Regions from separate parts of the Mus musculus genome. Here regions 2 and 3 are each linked to region 1. A link is a contact called in public HiChIP or PLAC-seq and promoter capture Hi-C data. All regions are on one chromosome and are shown on one strand. The core of a region is the stretch at or near the end of the contact, and the rest is flanking DNA. Distances in the headings are between cores, read along the strand shown. Region 1 overlaps Tspan2 (tetraspanin 2). Region 2 has its middle 6.5 kb from the start of Gm40110. Region 3 has its middle 24 kb from the start of Ngf.

Evidence for each region. HiChIP or PLAC-seq counts read pairs in DNA pulled down with a chosen protein or histone mark. Capture Hi-C pulls out chosen DNA fragments and counts their contacts.
Region 2: a FOXA1 HiChIP or PLAC-seq map of pancreatic cancer cells shows a contact between it and region 1. The contact joins two enhancer-like sites. A contact is called at or near these places in 1 of 15 datasets of contacts at CTCF or cohesin (the NIH/3T3 cell line) and 1 of 115 datasets of contacts at active chromatin or transcription factors (pancreatic cancer cells).
Region 3: a promoter capture Hi-C map of adipose tissue shows a contact between it and region 1. The contact joins two enhancer-like sites.

What each region holds. Positions count from the first base shown.
Region 1 is chr3:102,753,534-102,757,842 of GRCm38.p6, forward strand. It overlaps Tspan2 (tetraspanin 2), which reads left to right. Exons shown (of 8, transcript NM_027533.3): 3 at 3,760-3,857. Among named protein-coding and RNA genes, the nearest start is that of Tspan2os, 20 kb to the left of the region's middle. Within about 2 kb of position 2,483, at least 125 of the 459 cell types and tissues checked have an H3K27ac peak or open chromatin away from gene starts, as enhancers often do. A contact at or near this core is called in the NIH/3T3 cell line, adipose tissue and pancreatic cancer cells, where this site is marked.
Region 2 is chr3:102,364,072-102,368,380 of GRCm38.p6, forward strand. No RefSeq gene overlaps it. Among named protein-coding and RNA genes, the nearest start is that of Gm40110, 6.5 kb to the right of the region's middle. Within about 2 kb of position 2,395, at least 54 of the 459 cell types and tissues checked have an H3K27ac peak or open chromatin away from gene starts, as enhancers often do. A contact at or near this core is called in the NIH/3T3 cell line and pancreatic cancer cells, where this site is marked.
Region 3 is chr3:102,443,570-102,447,878 of GRCm38.p6, forward strand. No RefSeq gene overlaps it. Among named protein-coding and RNA genes, the nearest start is that of Ngf, 24 kb to the right of the region's middle. Within about 2 kb of position 2,137, at least 8 of the 459 cell types and tissues checked have an H3K27ac peak or open chromatin away from gene starts, as enhancers often do. A contact at or near this core is called in adipose tissue, where this site is marked.

The DNA of each region.
Region 1 (4,309 bases), core at 1,233-3,732:
CTCCTGCGGCTGTTATTTAGAAAGCATCTAACCCTTTCCCATGAGCTCAGACTCATATAGATTCTCCTAAACACATAGATACAGCCAACCCATAGAATTGGTTCACATCCATTGGTTCAGCATCTACAAATCCAAGAAACCCCAGGTCAAAGTTTTTTTTTTTTTTAATGCATCTCTTCTGAACATGGACAGACCTTTTCATGCCATTAATCCCTAAATAGTAAGCCCAACAACTCTAGAACATTTGTGTTGTGCTAGATATGGTAAGTAATCCAGAGATGATTTAGAGGATGTAGGGGGTTGTGGGTGAATTATGTGTAAATATGATGCATTTCATGAGTGGCTCCATGCATCCACTGGTTAGTATGTGAGGGGTCCTGGGACTAAACCCCATGGAGACTGAGTGATGATGGCTGTAATTATGTGCGTCCAAGGGAAACTGGAAGGAAAACTTCTGCACACACACACACACACACACACACACACATATCAAAAAAAAATTAGATGAAAAACCAATCATTAGCAGGTTACATAAGACCATCTGCTGTCAAGATCACTGGCAGTGGCGAACATGCCAATATATCCACTCCCAAGAAGGATTTTAGAAGAGTTTGTGCTGATGAGCCTTGAACAGGCCCTCCTGATCATTTGTTAGCTGAAGCAATGCCTCTAGAAGGGTCTGAACTCTGAGGAGGAGGAGAGATGGACTCATTAGGGAAGTAGGCATCCCTGGGTAAGCTGCTGCTGGTAGCATCTCACTGGCTTCACCAAGCCCAGTCATTAACAATAAAACCCAATTTCAAAGGACTCTCCGTTTTCAAATCAAGAAAAATAGGGACTTAGAAAACATAAGAGACTTATTAAGTAGGTCACATGTTTGTCTTGTGTGCTCTTTGGGAGAGAGGACTCTATGGAAGCCATTTTGGAATTAAAATGTAGTTATAAGCTAATTGATCCATCAGCAGCTCTTTTTAAAACCAGACTTTAAATAAGGTATCCTTGGAAGCCTTGGGGCTTACACTGTACAGATTCAGACAGCCAGATTTGGCAAGCCCAGGGAATTCGTTACATGTCGAAGTTTCCTGTGATTCTCTCCAGCTCCACAGAGAGTCTCATTTTGAACCCAGAGGACGGGCGCATCCTTTCATGCAAACAGAGGCTTGCTACGGAGAGGCCTCAGGAGCAGGAGCTGCTGAGATGCTTAGGTTGTTTTGTCCATACTGGGGTGTTGCGTAGTGTTTGAGTGAGCACATCTCCTGATTGTTGCCAGAGAGACCTAGTGAACTGTACCCACTGGAGAGACCCTCTGACCTAAGTTCTCGGGCCCCTATACCCTGCGAGCCTGTCTTTTCACAACATCCCTTTCCTATCTCAGACCTTCTTGGGATATGAGGCCACATCCCACTTGGCTGACATTGGGGAGCACAGCCTAATACATGTTCATTGCAATGGGACCTCAGGCTGTGTGTCTAAGCCTGTGGAGGGATGAGGCAGTCACTCTGGGACTTTGAATTTATTTCACTGACCACTGGAGAAATATATACTGACTGGAGGTTCTCACCTGAAGATTTGTAGACCTGCAGTCTTCAGAAAACTATAGGAACCTACAAAGGTCCAATTCACACTAGAACAAGGCATGGTCACCAGCTGCCTGGAGTGTAGTATATAATAGATGAGAATTTAGGGAGCTGGTCCATAGGCTGTGACCCCAACTCTTTCTTCACACTGGATCCAACAGCAGTTGTAGTAGTAGTGACCGGAGGCAATGACATTGTAATCAAGAAGTCAGTGTGTTAACATGGCTCTCCCTTGAGACGTTATGGAAAAGTGCTGATAGGATGTTGTTATTGCTGCTGCCTCTATTGCTACTACCACCCCTTATTCAACTACCTCTGTAAGGAGTATAGGGTGGGAATCAGGACTCTTGCCTCTGACCTCGTGTAAAATCGCAGGGATGTCCTCTTTACCCAACCAGGCTGCTTTGAGGAACCAAGGAGATGATAGAAACGAAAGAGCTTTGAAAACTGACAACATTGGACAAGATGGTGTTCAGGCAGTGGAGCCAACAACACTGTTGTAGTTAAATGGTATCAGTTCTCTTGTAACCACATCCATTCCCCATGAAATGATCCTCTTAGAGAAAGGGATTGATGGAGCTGAAATGGCAGGAAATGTGGGGTCCCTCCAGACTGCACAGCCAACCCTTCCCCACTTAGGAACCCACAGGTAGCTTGAGGCCCTTTTGGTCTGGGCTGACTGGACTGAATGGTGCAGGAAGCAGTGTTGATAGCTTGCAGCCCCATCTAGGTCTGTTCACAGATAGACCTGCCCACAAACCAGCTGTGAGCAACCCAGAGGAGCCCCCAGGAAGTGCCTGAATGCCAGAGTCAGGGGTTCCCCACAGGGGTGGGACCCAAGTGCCCCACCACCACCACTTCCGGGTGAATAAAAATGGTTTCTGGGTGACTCATCTGACTAAAATGCAAAAGGAAAAAAAAAAAAAAAACAGAGACCATTAGCCTTACTCCCAGTGAGTCAAGTGCCAGGCCCAACCCTAGCATTGTGCTAACCTCTTATCTCAGGATGGGAGAAGGAAATCAGGAGGCCTGGCCCAGGCCTCCCAGATTGCCATCATTCCTCTGTGAGGAAAATCCTCCTGGGGCTTGACTTAGGAAGTGAGAGCTCCAAAACCTAAAGTAAGGCTCTTGCTGTTGCTTAGGGGGCAGAACAGCTTCTTGGGGGGAGCAGCAACTTGTGGCCTTGGGACAATAACTTGATTCTCTGGGGCCCAGTGCCTCTGTCTACAAAAGAAGGTAACAGTGTGGTTCAGTACTTCACAGCTATCTTGAGAGCTGCTCCAATAAACCTGCCCTTGGTGACTGTAACAGCGCCTGACAGGACCAGCCTGTCCCACACGTAGCAATTGTATTAAAATTCTCACAAGGATAGCTAACTCCTGGTTCAAACATGTTACTGCTGATGATATTGTGGGTGTCTATTACCTTATTGTTCTCCCCCGTGGGTTGTTGATTTTGATTTTTGTTTTGTAACATGCCCTCCTGTGTGTCCAATATCTGTGGCACTGCCCTCAAAAGGAGGAAAAAATTCACACCAAACTGATGATAGTGTGTCCTATGCTCCTGTCCTTACCCACATCCTGGCTCTGTCCCCTCCCCTCCACTCCCTCCCCTGTTACCCAGCAGCCACTCTTGCCTCCCACACCCTTGGGTTCAAGTCCTTCAGTGGTGGGGATAACCCTTAGGTCCAGAGGACAACGGGTTCTGGGGCTCAAGAAAAGGCTTGGGCTTGTGTCCCAGCTGTGAGGCCAGCTTCTGATTATCCTGGATGCAGTATCATTGGCTATGTGGGGATGGTAGTGCTTCCTCTGCACAAAGGTGCACAGCCCAGGATGAAGTGTTTGGACTTGAGGAGGCAGGTGGCAGCCATTCATTGCAACAGCTCTGAGCAGCAGGTAGAGGCGGCCTCTTCCCCTCACTGACTGTGTTCTCAGACAGGTTGCCTGGCTTCCTTCAGGTTCAGTTTCCTGATATGTCTACTGTTATGAAAGTAGATAGGATTACTTTGCTGGGTGAGCGGGTATGTATGAAGTGTAGACAATAAGTGTCACCAGTATGGGTGGCAGCAGAGTGTTCTACAGAGATGAAAGCCAGAGCCTAGCTGGTGTGGGCTGCTGCACGGGGCTTGGTTGCCCTGTCTTCAGTCAGGCTCTGAATGCTCTCCCTGGCCTCTCATCCACAGGGCTGTATGTGCTGGTTGGTGCTGGGGCCCTGATGATGACTGTGGGTTTCTTCGGGTGCTGTGGAGCCATGCGTGAGTCACAGTGTGTGCTCGGATCAGTAAGTAGGGTTTACAGGGTGGGCACGGGGTGGATTGGCAGACTTCCCTGGAAGGAGCCAGGAGACCCAGCTCCTCTAGGACATAAAGCCTTGGCACTGGATCCTCTCTGGTGTCTGTTTTCTCCATCTCCTGCATGAGAATAATATTATCTTTGTTCCTGCCTCGTATGGAAAATGTGAAAACAATGAGGTCATCAGAGGAAAGACATTTGGGGAAGAGTGCTTCAGAATTGATTGTTCCTTAAGAAATAATATTTCACTGTGGATGGGGCAGCTTAAAGATCCTCACAGCCAGGAAAGAACTGTTATCTACAAGGAAAGCATTTCTGGTTAAGATCAATGACTTAGCCAAACATCCCTCTGGTGCCTTATTTTAACCCCCAGCTTCTGTTTGAAAATGCAACAACAAAAGCAGTCTCTGCTACCTGCTGCTCGGATGATGCTCTAAACAC
Region 2 (4,309 bases), core at 1,145-3,644, 390 kb before region 1:
TGAACTGGTCAGCTCCAAGCTCAGGGCAATCTAGAAGATGCAGAGAAGAGGAGCCCCCACTCATCTTCTAAGGATGCCAGTCTCTGCCCCCTGTGGTAAGTAAACTGCTCTATTGCTTTTGTTAGTTGGAACTAAAAGGATTGTTCATTGATCCAATGGCCTAGAGGTCCAGGGACACAGTTTTATGGATTACAGTGAGATTTTCCTTTGACTATAACATGGGAACTTTCCAAATCTACCGCATTTGATAGAGAGTGAGTGGGTCAATGGAAAGGAAGGCCTGGTTTGGATGATGCAGAGTGAGGGGGGCTCAGGGGTGAAGTTTCATGTTGCTCACTGATCTGGCTAACTGAGAAAGCTTCTCCTTACTGTTTGTATAAAGAACAACTCAGACATCTAAATGGCCTGGAGGGACTTCTTCAAGCATGAGTGGGCTCATGACTCACAAAGCTCAAGTCTATAGATGGTAGTCACCCAAATGTTGGTTTTGAGGGAAGGGCCTCCCGGGTGTCAAATGCAAGGAGCAGTCTTTGCCTCTGGTTTCTTTCTATCCACCACTAGCTTTGACAAACAGCTGAAAAAAGTCTTGAGCAAAAATGTGTTCAACTCCCTTTCCTGGTGAAGATATTTTATGTGGACACCTAGCAACCCAGATCCCAAAATAACTTCATGTGGGAAACACTCCAAACACGGTCCTTTCTCTCCCTTCCTCCTTATCCCCACTCCCAAGCCTTCGGATTTGGAAGCTCTGACTTTGGGGATTTTAACTGTTATAAAGCCACTCCGGAAGACAACAATGAAAGGAATCGACTGGAAATTTCCTCACTAGTAATTTAGCTGGGACTTGAGTTCTCTTGAAAGGATATTTTCCTTAGGCTACCATACTTTCTGATCACTTCAGCTCTTCTGTGCACTCTATGGAGTATGTGCCAAAGATACCCCATAGAGTATGTGAGGTGACACAGATGTGGGTCTCATAGGTGGTATACACAGCCATGAGTACACTGTCAGGTTTCTGCCATCTGACTGGCTAACAGTGTCCTCCAGCATTCTCCCCTTAGAATCCTAATCATAAGGATTAAGCAAAAAGTGAGACCTCAAGGGTAGTTTGGTCAGGAAGCATGGAATACACGTACTGTTCATGTAGATAGAGACCTATATGTGGTTAAAATTTCATCTGTAAAGACAGGGGCGCTATTGCAGATGTTCCACTCCCTAATATAAAGCATAGCCAGATCCTGTCCTCTTAGCCAGGCTTCATGCTAAGCACATTGCTAGGAGTGTCTCATTGAAGTGTCTCATCCAAGCTTTATCGAGTAGGTAAACTAGGTATTACCCCTAGTTTACAGGCAATAAAAGCCAAAGTTAAGTAGTCACCTACATCATCGAGTTGAAAAAATGATCAAGATAGGATCAAAGGCCATAAATATGACCCTGAACTAATACTATAGCCACATATAGGTTCCCTTATTAATTAAATTAAATAGATTTTAGATGTATGTTCAGCACCAAAACCAAGCACTTGGCTAAGATCCATTAGTGGTCAGTAAATGGCTCGATGGCAGCATGTTATCATGCCACAATAACAAGCATTTTATCTTGTATCATGCGTGAGTATAAGAAAAATGGTTCACTTAGTAAGATGCAGGGATTTCATAACAGAATAATTCCCAACCTCTCGGTGAATGATAGATAATTTTAGGAGGTTGTAGCCAGGATAAATGAAAGATCCAGGACCAAGTCCTTCACATGCTAAGCTGTAGGGCTTCACTAGCAGTCCTTTTTGGAGTCCCTTGGATAGCAACATTAAATTAAATTAATTAATTACTATTATACATTTTTCTTTAATAAAGATTACTCTTCCAGTATATAAATAATACAAAAATTTGGAAACTGCAGTAAAGTAGTAAGAAAAGAAATCAAGACAATTTTACTGTTTGACAGGCAATTTATTAACTTTTTTTTGTAATAAAATTGAGATTTTTTTAAATTTGATTTCCTGATAGCATGAGTGACCTTCAAATTCCCATGTACCTGAGTCACCAGATTTCTAAATCTGGTCCCTTTGACCAGGGGCACAGAGAGGGCCTATGATTGGCTGATGCTTAACCCTGAGTCTCAGGGGTACAGTAAGATAGATACTGGCAGGGCAGTGGCCAGCCAGGCTTCTCTGGACAGGATGACAGAGGCCTTGCTATCTCAGGGAAAAAATGCTCAGCACTGAGCCAGTATTCTGCACAAGGGTCGACCCAGTCCAGAAGGAAGTTTTCCTGGGCCCCGTTCCCACTCTCGTGGTCACATCACGGTGACACAGCAGGAAGCTGCGCCTCCCCAGAGCCCAGGTCTCTCACAGGAAAGTGCTGTCAGGGGTTTCCACATGGCCATCAGTCCAGGCACGTGGGGTTAGCAGCAGCATTCCAGCCTGCACTGTTTATCCACAGGCTGGACTGGGGCCTCAGGACTGGGCTAGGGCACTTCCTCCATGCCATTCTGATGCACTGCTGAAGCCTACTGTGGGGACAAATACCAGATCTGTGCTGAGCCTTACCAGACAGATTTCTTTGTGTTGATGTGAAAACCCACCTTTCAAGATGTTGCTAAAAATGACAGACATGAAGAAGTGTGTAATTGGGCTTTTTACCATTTTGTGGATTCTTTTTCTTTCCCACCTGTCTCCACCCCTCTCCTTCCACACTTTCAATCCCTTAACATTAGGTAGGAGAGAAAAAAAGTCAGAGGGAAAAGGGGGTGATGACATGGTTAGATTACTCCTTGACTCCTTGATACCTAGGGGTGTTGAGTTCCTTGGGGCAAGTTTGATTTTTGCTGTCCGGGTATCTAATTTCTTCTTTTCGTCCCTTCATACATGACTTGACAAACCTCAACAAACTGCACCTAACAGCAACCACCTACCAACCGGCCAACCAGCAGCAGCCCCTTCTATGGGGAAGGGGGTGGCTCTAGCATTTGTATATCCTCTGAAAAGTCCCCTGAATTTCAAATGTCACACACTCACAGAAATCATCTGCAGCTGGCAAAACCACGCCCTTGCTAGAGCACAAGGCAAATCACAGTCACCTGCTGTGAAGCAGCCCATATCACCATACCTGGGATTAAAACAAAAACATACGTATATTCTGCGGGTGTTTGTTTGTTTGTTTGTTTTTTAAGAAACCAAAATTCTCGCTGCAGAAATGTATCTTCCAACTGAAAGAAATATGTCTTAAAGCCTTGGGCATCTTCCTTTTGCTGGATATTGCCCCATGGCCTGAGTGAAAAGGGCTCTCTTGTGCACTGGTCTTATCTCCAGAAAGAATTCTGCTGTCTGTGGATGCTGTAATGCCAGGCAAGAGTGTTGGAATCTAGTCTGTCATCCTGGGTTGACCTGCATGTTGCTCAAGAGTGGAAGCACAGAGATAGAGGGAAGTGTAGAGGAGGGATCGAGAAGTTCTCTCAGCTCCCACATCCAGTGCTGGGAATTGACTGTCATCTTACTTCTTTGAGTTCTTGGCTTCCTCCCAGGTTTCTTTCTTCCAATAGGCTACTTTTTTTTCTCATTGATGCTGTCAGTCCAAGGTCATTAAGTAAACATGATAATGAGCTTTCTGAACCATAGGATTCTAAGACCCCATTTGAGTCCTCTTTATTTCAGGTGACATTTTATTACCTCACCATCTTTGGAGCCTGTAGACCTGTATGCATTATGTTCAGGAACTCAGGTAATCAGAGTGGCAGCCTACTACAACCAGCTATGGGTGTTATCTGACTGTCTAGGAAGTTATTTGGGGAATAATACAATATAATACATTCTAAGGTGTGCCAGCAGAGCTGAAGGGATATACATGAGAGTTCAGTCTATCATCAATAGCCTGTGGAAGAAGACTGGCTATTGGCAATAGATAATGGCTTTAGGCCCCAGGCTTCTGTCTCCCATTGGGTTTTATCCATTTTCTCACCTGACAGAGTTACACAACTCTGTCCACTACCTCTCTCTTATGCTCTCACCTCCCAAATGCCCACTGGTACATGGTACTCTTTTACATCCAGTTCCCTTCATCCAATTGTGCTTAGTTCATTATTCATCTACCCAGAAAGCTGTGTTGTAGGACAATCATATCTTTAGCCACTGTGTAACCCAGAGTCAGTGTAAGAACGTGATTTGCAGAAGGGAGGAATGGTTCAATATTTTTACTATGAAAAGCTGAGGATTTGAGTTCAGATTCCTAGCACCCACATGTGTGGCCTTGTGCCTGTAACCCTGGCACTGGGTGAGAGGGATGTTGGGTGGAAAAGATTTCTAGGGCTTGTT
Region 3 (4,309 bases), core at 887-3,386, 310 kb before region 1:
GGTTTGCTGTAGATTGCTTTTATCATGTTTAGGTATGGGCCTTGAATTCCTGATTTTTCCAAGACTTTTATCATGAATGGGTGTTGGATTTTGTCAAATGCTTTCTCCGCATCTAATGATGTAATACTGAATTACGTTGATGGATTTCCATATATTGAACCATCCCTGCAAGAACCCAGATGCCCCTCAACATAGGAGTGGATACAAAAAATGTGGTACATTTACACAACAGAGTACTACTCAGCTATTAAAAAGAATGAATTTATGAAATTCCTAGGCAAATGGATGGACCTGGAGGGCATCATCCTGAGTGAGGTAACCCAATCACAAAAGAACTCACACAATATGTACTCACTGATAAGTGGATATTAGCCCAGACACTTAGAATATCCAAGATATAAGATACAATTTGCTGAACACATGAAACTCAAGAAGAACGAAGACCAAAGTGTGGACACTTTGCCCCTTCTTAGAATTGGGAACAAAACACCTATGGAAGGAGTTACAGAGACACAGTTTGGAGCTGAGACGAAAGGATGGACCATCTAGAGACTGCCATATCCGGGGATCCATCCCATAATCAGCTTCCAAATGCTACACCATTGCACACACTAGCAAGATTTTGCTGAAAGGATCCAAATATAGCTGTCTCTTGTGAGACTATACCAGGGCCTAGCAAACACAGAAGTGGATGCTCAGTCAGCTATTGGATGGATCACAGGGCCTCCAATGGAGGAGCTAGAGAAAGTAACCAAGGAGCTATAGGGATCTGCAACCCTATAGGTGGAACAACAATATGAATTACCCAGTACCCCCCCAGAGCTCGTGTCTCTAGCTGCATATGCATCAGAAGATGGCCTAGTAGGCCATCAGTGGAAAGAGGGGTCCATTGGTCGTGCAAACTTTATCTTCCTCAGTAGAGGAGAATGTCAGGGCTTAGAAGTGGGAGTGGGTGGGTGGGAGAGTGGGTGGAAGAGCATATGGGGGACTTTTGGGATAGCATTGGAAATGTAAATTAAATAAATACCTAATTTTAAAAAGAAGGTAAAAAATTAGCCAGCAAGATATTTGTTTATTTTGTTTTGTTTTTGTTTTTTGTTTGTTTTGTAATTGTTTTTGTTTTTGCAGCAACACCTTTTCCTCCTGACTGAACTGCGGGCAAGCCATTTCCCACCCTGGCCTGCCCTTCAGAGAGAAAACCAGCCGAATACGGTGGGGTGAATCCGCAGTCCCAGTTATTGAAAGTCTGAGGCAGGAGGATCATGATTTCATGGCCAACTTGGGCTCTAAAGTGAGTCTGAAGCTGAAGTCTGGATTATCTAGTAAGATCCTGTCTCAAAAGTAAAATTTTAAGTGTGATTTCTTCGTTCTTTTGAAGGGAAGAGAAGAAACCCAAGTTGGCACGTAGCCTACAGAGCTGGTCTCAGTGGACGCATCTCAGTTCTATCTTCTAGCCTAGACGGATGAGCAGACATGACTCAAAATATCTTTAAAGCATTGTTTGAAATCTTGTTAATATAATTCTTCTCACATCATGCATACAAAATAAATTTCTTTGCACACATGGGGTAGATGTCACTCTTAGGTCCAGGAAGCTCAGAAGTGCCAATGGACTCCCACCTGGCAGAGGCATCTCTGCAGACATAGTCTTGGGCTCTGTTTCTGCCATGTTCATAGGCCAAGTCTGTCTGAAGAAGCCAGAGTTTCCTATGTAGACTTTCCCCCCTCCTTTAAATAAGTATTTTTCCAAGCGTGGAATTCAGAGGAGAGGTCACTTTTCTGCCTGGGAATCTATCTGCTTTCTTTTTATGGTCATTTCTATATTGAGAAGGTCCCAGGTCCAGTCAGTCATGAAGGATCCTGGTAACGTTTCCCCGAGCAATTACCCCCATAGTCACTTGCTAGTTATCACCTCGACTGTCCTTCAGAGACTACATTCTTCCAGCTCTCTTCAACCACTGGTAATTCTTCAACCCCTGATAATTCTGCTGGAGTGGGAAAAAATATCAAATGATAAACTATTTGTTTCTTCTTCGTATTCTTATCTATGCAACTCTGGTCCAAGGCTGGACTGATCTGTTTTTCATCCATCTATCTGGAGAGGTTACAGCAGGATGGACAGAAGTTTGGACATAACGGTCTGGGAAAACTTCTCTCGTAAACCTGACTTGACACATCTGTCCTGCTGGCAGCTGGAGGCCACCAGGGTTCCAGCTGGCTCCTTGCCTTCTAAGAGACTCAGTCAGACAAAGAGCTCCCTAAAGCCCTTCACTCAGACTGAAGAAGGCATTGTGCCCAAGACAGCCACAGGAAAGCTGGCATACAGTAAGCCCAAATGCAATATTTCAGGTGCACAAGGAAGACCCATGCATCCAACATTGAGGACAACATTGGAGATTACCCCAGCCTTAGCTCTTCTGAACAACATTCTCTTACAACCACAAGCCACAGAGCCTTCACTTTCATCTTGGTCTGGTTCTGCTAGCTGAGCTGATACAACATAAATCTAAGTTGCCAATGTCCAGATTCCAGAGTAAGTACGTTCTTTTTTTTTTTTTTCTTTTTTCATGGAAGATTGAGCCTAGAACACCCTGTACTTCACTGTGGAGCTGAAGCACTCTATCATTACGAACTTTAAAAGGAACTCCACCATTGTCTAGAATGATTCTCTTGTCCTGTTCTCACCCCCTGTATTTGTGGTTCAGGCTGATGGCCACGTGGAAGAGGTTCAAGCCACCACTGGGTAAGATTTCAGGCTTCTTCAAGGGTCTTTGTCATGTGTGTGATGCTGCAGTACTGAAGGAGTTTCCAGGATTGACAGGTGCAGCGCATTCTCTTGATGTATTTGGGTCCTCAGTGGGGTGGTATAATAGCTATTGCATGGATGTTACTTCAGCTCCTTGGTCCTGCAGCTAGCAGCACATACCACCCACTGGTGGAGGAACAAAACATCCCCAGAAAGAGCTGAGAGTCTTAACTTGCCTTTCTCTATACTTTTTCTGGAAGGTTCCAGAAGATGCTAGAAGGAGGGAGGGCTGCAGGCCTCTGACTGCCGTAGGACTGGCCTCCACTTGATGAGGGTAATAATCCATGGAACTCAGTGATATTTATTTCTATTTATTCTTTATATTTTAATGGAATTCTGTGGTCCAGACTTGGTTTCAGGCTCCATGCTCCCAGAGTCAGCTAAAGTACAAGGGGGAAAAGAAAGTAGTGGGGGAAATTAGATTCTTGATTTGTGTCCAGATGGTCCTAGCCGAAAATAGACTCAGAGATTCTCACTGCAGACTTGCCTCTGGTATGACACTCCCCTCCCCCTTCATCTGAGGTCTTCTTGGTAAGAGAGGGAATGGGAAAAGCACTGGGAACATTCTTTTCTCTTTTTCCCAGCCGTGTATTAAAAGGCCCGTGCAGGTTCCAGTCCAGGGCTTCTGTGGAACACCAAGAGCTGCAGTGTCCACAATGGCCTAGGGTGATGTGATTTTAACCAACTTGGCCTGAAGGCCATCCCAGGCGTGTGTGGCAGCAGGGGAGCACAGCAGTAGCTGGCCCTGCAGTGAGGGTTCATTCAGGCCTGCCACCAGCACAGTGGCCCACTCACATTCCCCTGGGCATCCTATTCCAGAAGCTTAAAAGCAAGGAGACAAGATCTGTCCCAGCCAGCACTTTCCAGGTAGAGCAACATCTCACAGAGCTACTCACTCAGGAGAAGGGTACGGCTTTTCTTGTCCCTGCCAGAATATCAGTTTAGAAGCAAAAGGATCAGGGCCATCTGTGAGGACAGCACAGGGAGTCTTGAGGGCATTTGCCCACTAGAAAAACTGGAAGTTCATGGCTCACCTCAAATTCTACAAGATATGAACTCGTTAACAAAAAAATCAATCTGACACCTAGAGTCTAGCATCAGTCACTTGAAGGCCACACACCCTTTTGGACAATCACTATCACAGAATTCCCTTTTGGACAAAGACTATCACAGAATTCCTGTCATTTCTTGATGCTTCTTTGTTGGAAACTACATCCATGCTAGATATCACACAGGGTAGATGTCTGCCCTAAAGTCTAAGATACCCTCCTCTGACGGACAATGTAACTTTTGGTCTTGGATGCCAGTAAAATAAAGAGTGGTCAGGTGAAAAGTACTTTAAAAAAAAGAAAGAAAGAAATTCCCCTAAGTCTTTTACAGTTGGATTTCCTTTCTAATGTGTGATCAGCCTTGGAGGATGTCTTAGTCATTGTTCTATATTTGTGAAGAGACACTATGACCATGGCAACTCTTATAAAAGAAAGCATTTAATTGGGGTTGGCT